2 separate regions of the Triticum aestivum genome follow, and region 1 is linked to region 2. Evidence: chromatin contacts called from public Hi-C data. All regions are on one chromosome and are shown on one strand. The core of a region is the stretch at or near the end of the contact, and the rest is flanking DNA. Distances in the headings are between cores, read along the strand shown.

The links. Hi-C and Micro-C count contacts between places; a contact is called where the count stands out from the background.
Region 1: a contact with region 2 is called in a Hi-C map of leaf, with 3 times the contacts expected there. The contact joins the promoter of LOC123183155 here to the enhancer-like site in region 2. A contact is called at or near these places in 3 of 5 Hi-C or Micro-C datasets (leaf and an unstated tissue).

What each region holds. Positions count from the first base shown.
Region 1 is chr1D:475,055,338-475,059,166 of IWGSC CS RefSeq v2.1, forward strand. LOC123183155 reads right to left here and starts at 1,963. Exons shown (of 1, transcript XM_044595898.1): 1 at 1-1,963. The coding sequence starts at 1,635.
Region 2 is chr1D:474,957,925-474,961,898 of IWGSC CS RefSeq v2.1, forward strand. No RefSeq gene overlaps it. Among protein-coding and RNA genes, the nearest start is that of LOC123183155, 97 kb to the right of the region's middle. Within about 2 kb of position 2,422, at least 5 of the 8 cell types and tissues checked have an H3K27ac peak or open chromatin away from gene starts, as enhancers often do. A contact at or near this core is called in leaf, where this site is marked.

The sequences.
Region 1 (3,829 bases), core at 713-3,212, 97 kb after region 2:
ACGATCACTGCTCGAGGAGGCCTTGCTGCTCGTAGAAACACGCCTCCTGGTGCTGCCCAACCGCCGCAATTTGCGGTCCTCCTTCAGTGCTGTGGATGGGGAGCAGCTGCTGACTGACCTCCTGCCCTTCACCTCGTCCTCCATTCTTGGGGCATCAGCATCCTCCTTGGTGTCTGCCACAGCCTCCACCATTGCCGGTGCTTGGCTCTCACTCTTGGCAGCTTCAACCTCCAAGCCTACGTCCTTGCGAACAATCTGAGCCTCCACAGGCTCGTCCTTCTCCTCTGCATCTCCTCTGCAGCCTCCATCATTCGCTTCTTCCCCAATATCTCCATGCTTGGAGCTCTCATCTTCAGACACCACTTGACCGGCATCCCCTGCCTCGCCGCCGTCGTCTTCAAAGCCGCCGCGCTCGCGGCATACCTCACCGTCGGCGGAAACAGCTGAATTCCGAGCTTCCACTGCACATTCCTTCTCCACATTGGCCTCGCCTTCTTCCTCCTCTTCTTTCTCGACGCCGCCGCCGCCCCCTTCATTGTCGACCTGGCCGACACTGGCAGTGGCCGCCGCAGGGGAACCCCAGAAGCGCGTGGCGAGCTCCGCCATGCGCACGGGGTCGGATCTGCAGCGCATCAGCAGGAGAGCGTTCCTAGGCGGGATGCAGACGCTGACCCTCCCCTCCTCCTCCTTGCCTCCAACCAGCAAGATCTCATCTTCCTTCTCCACCTCCACCGCGCCGACGACGACGCGGGTCTCGTCCTCCTCCTCTTCTTCGTCGTCCTCCACGTCCCAGCCCTGCATCACGAGCCCCACCTGCGACTCCCGGGCCTCGTCCGCGGGCCCGACGGCGGAGCCCTTCCCGACGTCGTCCTCCTCCTCCTGGATCGCCAGGAGGCACCGGGCCACGGCGGCGCCGCAGAGCCAGCTCCCGCCGGCCGGGGCGCGGCGGCGCTTCTTGTCTCCCGCGGCACCGGACCGCGGCGCGCCCCCACGGTCCCGGGACGGCGAGCAGAGGGAGCGGCCGCCGCAGGAGCCGAAGGTCTTGAGCGCCTCGCAGATGTTGACCGGGATCTGGTAGACCCAGCCCTGGTTCTTGGCCCCGGGGTGGAGGCCGCCGGCGCCGTCCCGGTCGTCCGCCCCGCGGCGGAAGCTGGCCTCGGACCCGGACAGGCCGCCGCCGACGCCGCGCCTGGAGCGCGAGCGCAGCGCGGCGGCGGAGGAGGAGGCGTGCTTGGGCTTGCGCTTGCCGCCCTTGACCCGGACCTGGCCGATGCAGGTGACCTTGGGCGAGGAGGGCTCGGCGGGCTCCATCCCGCCCCGCCCGCGCCGGCCCCCCGACGCCGTCCCCGGCGGGAACATGGGCGACTGGCCGCCCTTGAGGCTCCCGCTGTTCCTCAGCCGCCTGCTCAGCGACGGGCGCAGCAGCGCGGCCGGCGCCGCGTCGGCAGCACCAGCACCACCAGAGCCGTTCCCTCCTCCTGCTGCGGGGCCGGCTCCGCCGCGGCCGGGGCTGAATGGCTTGGAGGATGAGGAGGGTCGCAGCCCTGAGGCGGAGGGGCGGGAGGTGAAGCAGATGAAGAGCTCGGTGCCGCCGCCGCCGCCGCCAGCGCGGTCCAAGTGCTTCTTGCGGCGCATGAGGCGCGCGAGGGGGCAGCACAAGCAAGCAGAGGGAGATGCGCTCGCTGAGCCTGTGACCTCGCCTTGTTTTTTTCCTCCTCCTCCTCCTCGAATTTATTATTCCAATTGTTTATGGTGAGGATTGGGGAGTGAGGTGAGGCCGTGGTCTTGCAGACAGTGGGGAGCTCACTTGGAAATAAGTGAGCTGCCGCAGTAGGGTTTGGGAGTGAGCTCTGCTCTGCTCGAGCTGGTTGCACTTGCCTCGTTAACCGTGGTGCTTAGCCGCTGCAGCAATCAACCATCATGGCTGTAATCTGCCTCGCTCGAGGAGGAGGATGATGATGGAGTGGAGTAATGGAGGATCAGGGAGGGGGACAGGGACGTGTAGGGTTTGCTTGAGCTGGCGGTAGGTGGGAGGGGGCAGCGAGCTCCACCACCGTGGAGGGGTCCATTTTGCGGCTGTTCCGGCGAGCGGTGGCTGGCTGGCTGGCCCGGTGCGCATGTGCGTACACCAGGATATGTGTGTATGTACGTATCGGCAAACATACGTACGTACTTGCGAGTTTTTAAGAAGCTACGAAAAACACATGACGGTGGTTGGGACGATGCCGTTTTCGGCTCTCCCGATCATGTGATCTGCTGTATCCTTTTCTTCAGGGGCCTCTTTGATCTGTGGGATCTTCAAACCATAAGAACATAGGAATGCAATTGCATGTGCAAAACGAAGCATTTCTGAAAACAAGGCAATCTGCATAATTGTGTGTTTTATTCGCGACAAGAGAGAAGACATAGGAATCCGAAGAGATTTTTTTTTCAAGGAGGATTTACCCCGGTCTCTGAATCGAGCGATGCATACAACCATCTTAATTGCATTATTCGACAAAGATCTTACAAAATATATACATAGATCAATCCAAAATCACCGTTTAGACAAAAAAAAATATCACCCTACTTACAAGATTGATGATGTGCCCTGACCGCGCGCCACGCGCACCAAGAAATTTGGTGGCCTCACCAAGCCGCCCGCCGGCTAGCCAGGACCACCAACCGATCTAGCAGACCCTCAGCGTGCACTGCATGCGCATGCCATAGAATCTGTCACCGCCTTCTGCTGCGGTCCCATCTTCAGGAGCAATCAATGCACTTATCTTGCCAGACACTTATACCGTCGACGCCACCACAACGCCTGCCTCCTTTGCGCATCCATCGAACGGTATCCAACGTTGAGCCCCCTGCACCTTGCCGCCAAGACTCGTCGTTGTCGATACTTTAGATGGCACGCTGCTCCACCTTGGTCATCGCACGAGAAGCATACGAAGACCTGCGCCCAGCCACCAAGCCAAACACTTATCCCTCCAGCCGGTGTAAAACCTCAAAGATGATGCCCCCATGAGGGTGGCGACGCAGGAAGCTCGCCATAATCCGATCCCAAAAACCCTAATCTGGGGTTTCCCCAGGTGTACACAGGGAACGTGAATCGCCCCACAACGCCTCCAACGAGGTAACAACACCCGCGGGCGCCACCGTTGACGGTTCTGGCCGAGACCGAGCCAAGCTTTCGCTGGCAAATTTGCGCCCATCCCCAGTTGGACCACCAGATTGACCTCCTCCTCATCCAGCCCGCCCATGGGTGACGTCTGCCGTCGGGAAACCGCACCACCGCCCGGAACCGCAATCCCGCCTGGGTGAGTCATCGACGACGGAGGGGGCATCATCGCTGCACCGCCGACGCTGGACGACGCACACGTCCAGAACACCCGCGCGGATCTCCATCGGAATTGCATCTCGGAGCCGTGGAGGAGGAAGGCCCCGCCGCCGCCCCATCATCCCCCGCTTGGGCTTTGTCCCGCGGAGCTCCGTCAATGGTGATGAGAGGGGCGGGCGGCGGCGGTTCAAAGCCCTGGAGCAGAGAGGGAATCCAAAAAAGATGCATTCGAATTATGATTGGGACACATGCAAAGGTGATATCAGATTGAAACTCTTATGGTCTTTGCGTTGCTTTTTCTATATTATAGAAATATAAGAAAGAGGTTTGAGTGGAATTTAAAATTCCTTTCTTTTCCCTATGAAACTCAAACTAAAGGGAAAAAATTCCTGAACTTTGAATCAAATAAATGAAGCGCGTTATCATAGGAAAAATCATTCTCCTTCCTATGAATGAAAGAGGCCCTAGAAAATCTGCATAGAAAGCTCAGAAGACTTTTGAGAAGTA
Region 2 (3,974 bases), core at 1,172-3,671:
GAGGCACGATTGTGCTTTCGCGAGAGTCACGGCCGTGCCTCTCGGAAACGGAAAAAACGCGTTTTCTGTTTTTTTTTTCACGAGAGACACGGTTTTGCTTCCGCGAGAGGCACGGTTGTGCTTTAGCGAGAGTCACGGCCGTGCCTCCTCGGAAACGGAAAAAAACGTGTTTTCTCTTTTTTTCTGCGAGAATCACGGTTTTGCTTCCGCGAGAGGCACGGTTGTGATTTCGTGAGAGGCACGGGCGTGCCTCTTTTGGAAAGGAAAAAAAACCCGTGCTCTCGTTTCGGTTTTTTCGTCCGGCTTTTTCGTGCAAAAGAAGTTCGTCAAAACATATCAACATGAGATTTTGTTTTGAAGATCTCGAAGCGAGGAATCCAACGGTGAAAGCAGTTCGAGATTTGGACCGTGAGATAAAACGTTTTGAATAAATTGATCTACAAAAAAGGAAAACTATCAGGTTGCGACAAGTGACCCGCCGCATGTGCGCCACTTATTGCAACCAGGAGAGTTGGAGTGATCTTTGCAACGAGTTCCTCAACTAATGATTTCGGCGAGTTTGTGACAAGATCGGATTGATCGGAATCGATCGATCAGCGCGCGGCTTTGCTACACACGGAATAATACGGAGTTTTACGGGCCTGGACGCCCACCCCACCAGTTAAAATCAGGGGTGCCGGTTAAGTAGAAGGAGAAGTTTACTTTTGCCAATTAAAACACAACAGGTCAGCCCGTCCGTAAAACTTGTGCGTGTGCAGCCCGTGTGTCTAGCATTTTTGATCTGCGCGTGGGGTGGGCAGGTCCAGCAGGCCAAGTGCAAGCCGAAGCAAGCTGTAGGCCCAAGTTGTGGGCTGTGAGCAGTTGTGTGGTATCGTAGCAGTGTCATGGGAGGAGCGCCCATAGTCAGGCCCCAGGGATGTAGCCATATCGGTGAACCTCGTTAACAAATTTCGGTGTCGTGCTCGTGTGATTGGTTGGTCCGAGGATGATCGATGATATGTCTCGGATTTATTCTAACAACACTACGGCCTATTTTTCCAAAAAATTAAAAAAGAACTAGAGGGTAGGACAGTAAAGAGAGAACACTACCGCAAAAGAAGTTTTTTAGCCGTTTTTATTTTTTGGTAGCATTTCTAACAACGGTGTATGTTTTCCATCATGGCTAGACCTGAGGCCAAAAAGACTGGATTAGAGGGGCATCAGTAGTGGTACATTATCTCAGAAGCAGAGCTAAGCACATCCAGGCAGCCCATTTGGGAAACCGACGAGATTAGCAGGACCCAAGCAAGCTAATCAAATCTGCAGCTGGTCAAACGTAACCTCACATGGGCGCCCCGATTATGGCCGGAAAAAGGTTAAAGAAATGGGGATGCTTAACTAATTTGCTATCATGGTGTCAGTGACTCGGTGGCCCCGTACTCGTTCGTTTGTGTGGGAGATTAGTGTGTATAAGTACGGACTAGTGTTCTTTAGCTTTTTTGTTTTGCAGCGACAATTCTTCTCTAGCTCAGGTGGGACTATTTTATCTATGTATACTCTGTCGGTAATGATTGAGGGAGGCTCAACCAGAGCCTGCTAAAGCCATGACAAGCACGCCTAAATTCTCAAGCTCCTCTTTTATTTCTTCCTCTTGGTTTGAAAAGTAAATGCATGTTCCTTGTGGGGATGGATTATACACGTCGGATCAGCGTACCACGTAAGTCTATCTTTGAGAGCCCAGCATCCCTGAGTGGCTGAGTCCAGGTTTTGATGGTGGTAGTATATACAATCCTAATGCGCAATCACCAAGTGTAAGTTTTGTTTGCAAAGCCTACTTACCTTGATCTAGTAAATCTATCTGATACAGAACTTCGCTTGTAAGTGAGATGAATGTTCGGGTTTGGATCGCTCTCCATGTTGTGCCATCATGCATCCAAGATATCAAAATCTCTGGATGCTTCTTTTATCTATCTCCTTCATGCGTTTGCAGTGACCAGTACCAGTAGTACCTCGACATGCATGCAGCTTAGGCATCTGAAATCCGCATGATTAACAACCCACGCTACCACACGCAGTAAGCATGATGACGCAGCCTTGATGATCCAGGCTTAATTAGTGGCACAAGTGAAGATTAGTCTCGAAAGCCCTTTTTTTCGGGTAGTCTCGAAAGCCTATAACAGAAAGATGGATCAAGTTCACGTTCTGGCCAGGCAGGCACACAGACCATGGATGCTGGCATTAGCAGCTGCTCCCAAATTCCAATGGAATGAAATTTTGTTTGGATGGACGTGTTTGTTTGTGGAGTGGCGTCCTACTCCTTGTGCGAAACGTACGGTAGGCGGTCAAGTCCAAGTCCGACCGGATGGAGTAGATTTCTTGACGTACACTAGTGGTACGTACTACGTAGGCGGTCAAGTCCAAGTCCGACCGGAAAGAGGACCAACCGACGCCATCCAGACCAGGCTGTCTGCATGCAGCCTGCGGTGTCTGCACTCCACCTGCTCAGATCTAGCCAGCACAAATTCTCACATATTTTTTTTTTAAAAAAGAGCACAAACAATCACGCAGGGAAACATGGCGCGCCACGTGCACGGTGGACCGGCGCCGGAACCGGAGCCCAATCATGCACTACTCTTCGGCTTTCGCCATTGCCAACGCCCAACGACCGGTGCGTTGCAGTACTCGATCGAAAGGCTAGCTGGCTGCCGTTGTTCAAAGATGCTAGCTGCTGCAGTGAGCTATTGAGAGTGGACCATCCATCCTCCGGCGTACATCCAGCCACCAGCTCCATATCCTGCCCTAGCACATGTGCGGAGAACAAAAGCTAGCTGTTGGCGTGGTGCGTGCAAAGCGACCGCGGGTGGAGAAGCCAAAGAAAAAGAAAAGAAAAGCCCTTCCTCCTCTTCCTCACCTCACACCTCACTGGAGCTGCACCACCACCACACTGACTGGATCGCTGGAGCTGGAGCACCAGGCACGCACACACCAGCGGCTAGAGTGGAGGCAGAGCTAAAAAAGGGGGGCACTGCAGGGGACCAAAAATGACAATTGTGGTACTCTCAGTAAAAAGACAAAAACTCCTATATACAAAAAAAATTGTTTGTGTACATCATAGGTCGAACTGTATCTTCTTCGTAACGGATACATTCCTTGATATTTTTTCATGAAATTTCACACGGAACTAGATTGGGCACCTATGTTTGATATCCCAAAACTCCAGGGGGGTTTTTCCTGGTTTTTTTGTCATCTGATATTCATATAGGTGGTCGAGCATCCAGGAGCTCGTGTGCATTTTCCCATATCATGCCATTAATGTGAGGTGCGGAGATCTGCTAGTTTATTATGGCTCGGACTAGTGGAATAGCCTTGCCCTGCCTGACCCCCACCACCACCATCCAATGTGTCCTCCACTGCCTTGATAGATCTTCTTGCCCTACCCCTCACGGTATCTTCCCCACATGATTGTGGATCTTCTTTCCCATCCAAGCAAACTTGAGACTAATTGCTGCTATTTGGACACCCAGTGTCGTTCTTACAAAGTACCTCATAATTCAGCCTTCATACCAACTGCAACCAAGCTATTACTACTATTACTCCTTAGTGATCTAAGCGCTCTTATATTTCTTTACGGAGAGAATACTACATATCACGCTTGAGACTTGAGAGAGCATGATTAATTGACACAATCATAAAATCATTGAGACAAGGGCAACAGAACCATCAAGATATGAGTTTGTTCAGGTCAAGTGGCCAGTACAGGCTTGTTTATGGAGAAAAAATTGGTGCCAACATGCTATTGTTCAGTCAAACGAGTGTACATTTCTGGCTGGGAACAGACTAAAGCACACTCTGCTCTCCTCGACCACTGGGTTCAGTGCTCTGCAGAGCCAGAAAAACTCACCAGCAATAGCACCTCAGAACCTTATTACCAAGTTTTACAACAACTGAAACTCAGTGCCACTGTGCCAGGACGAGACGGAGCTACACATGTGGCA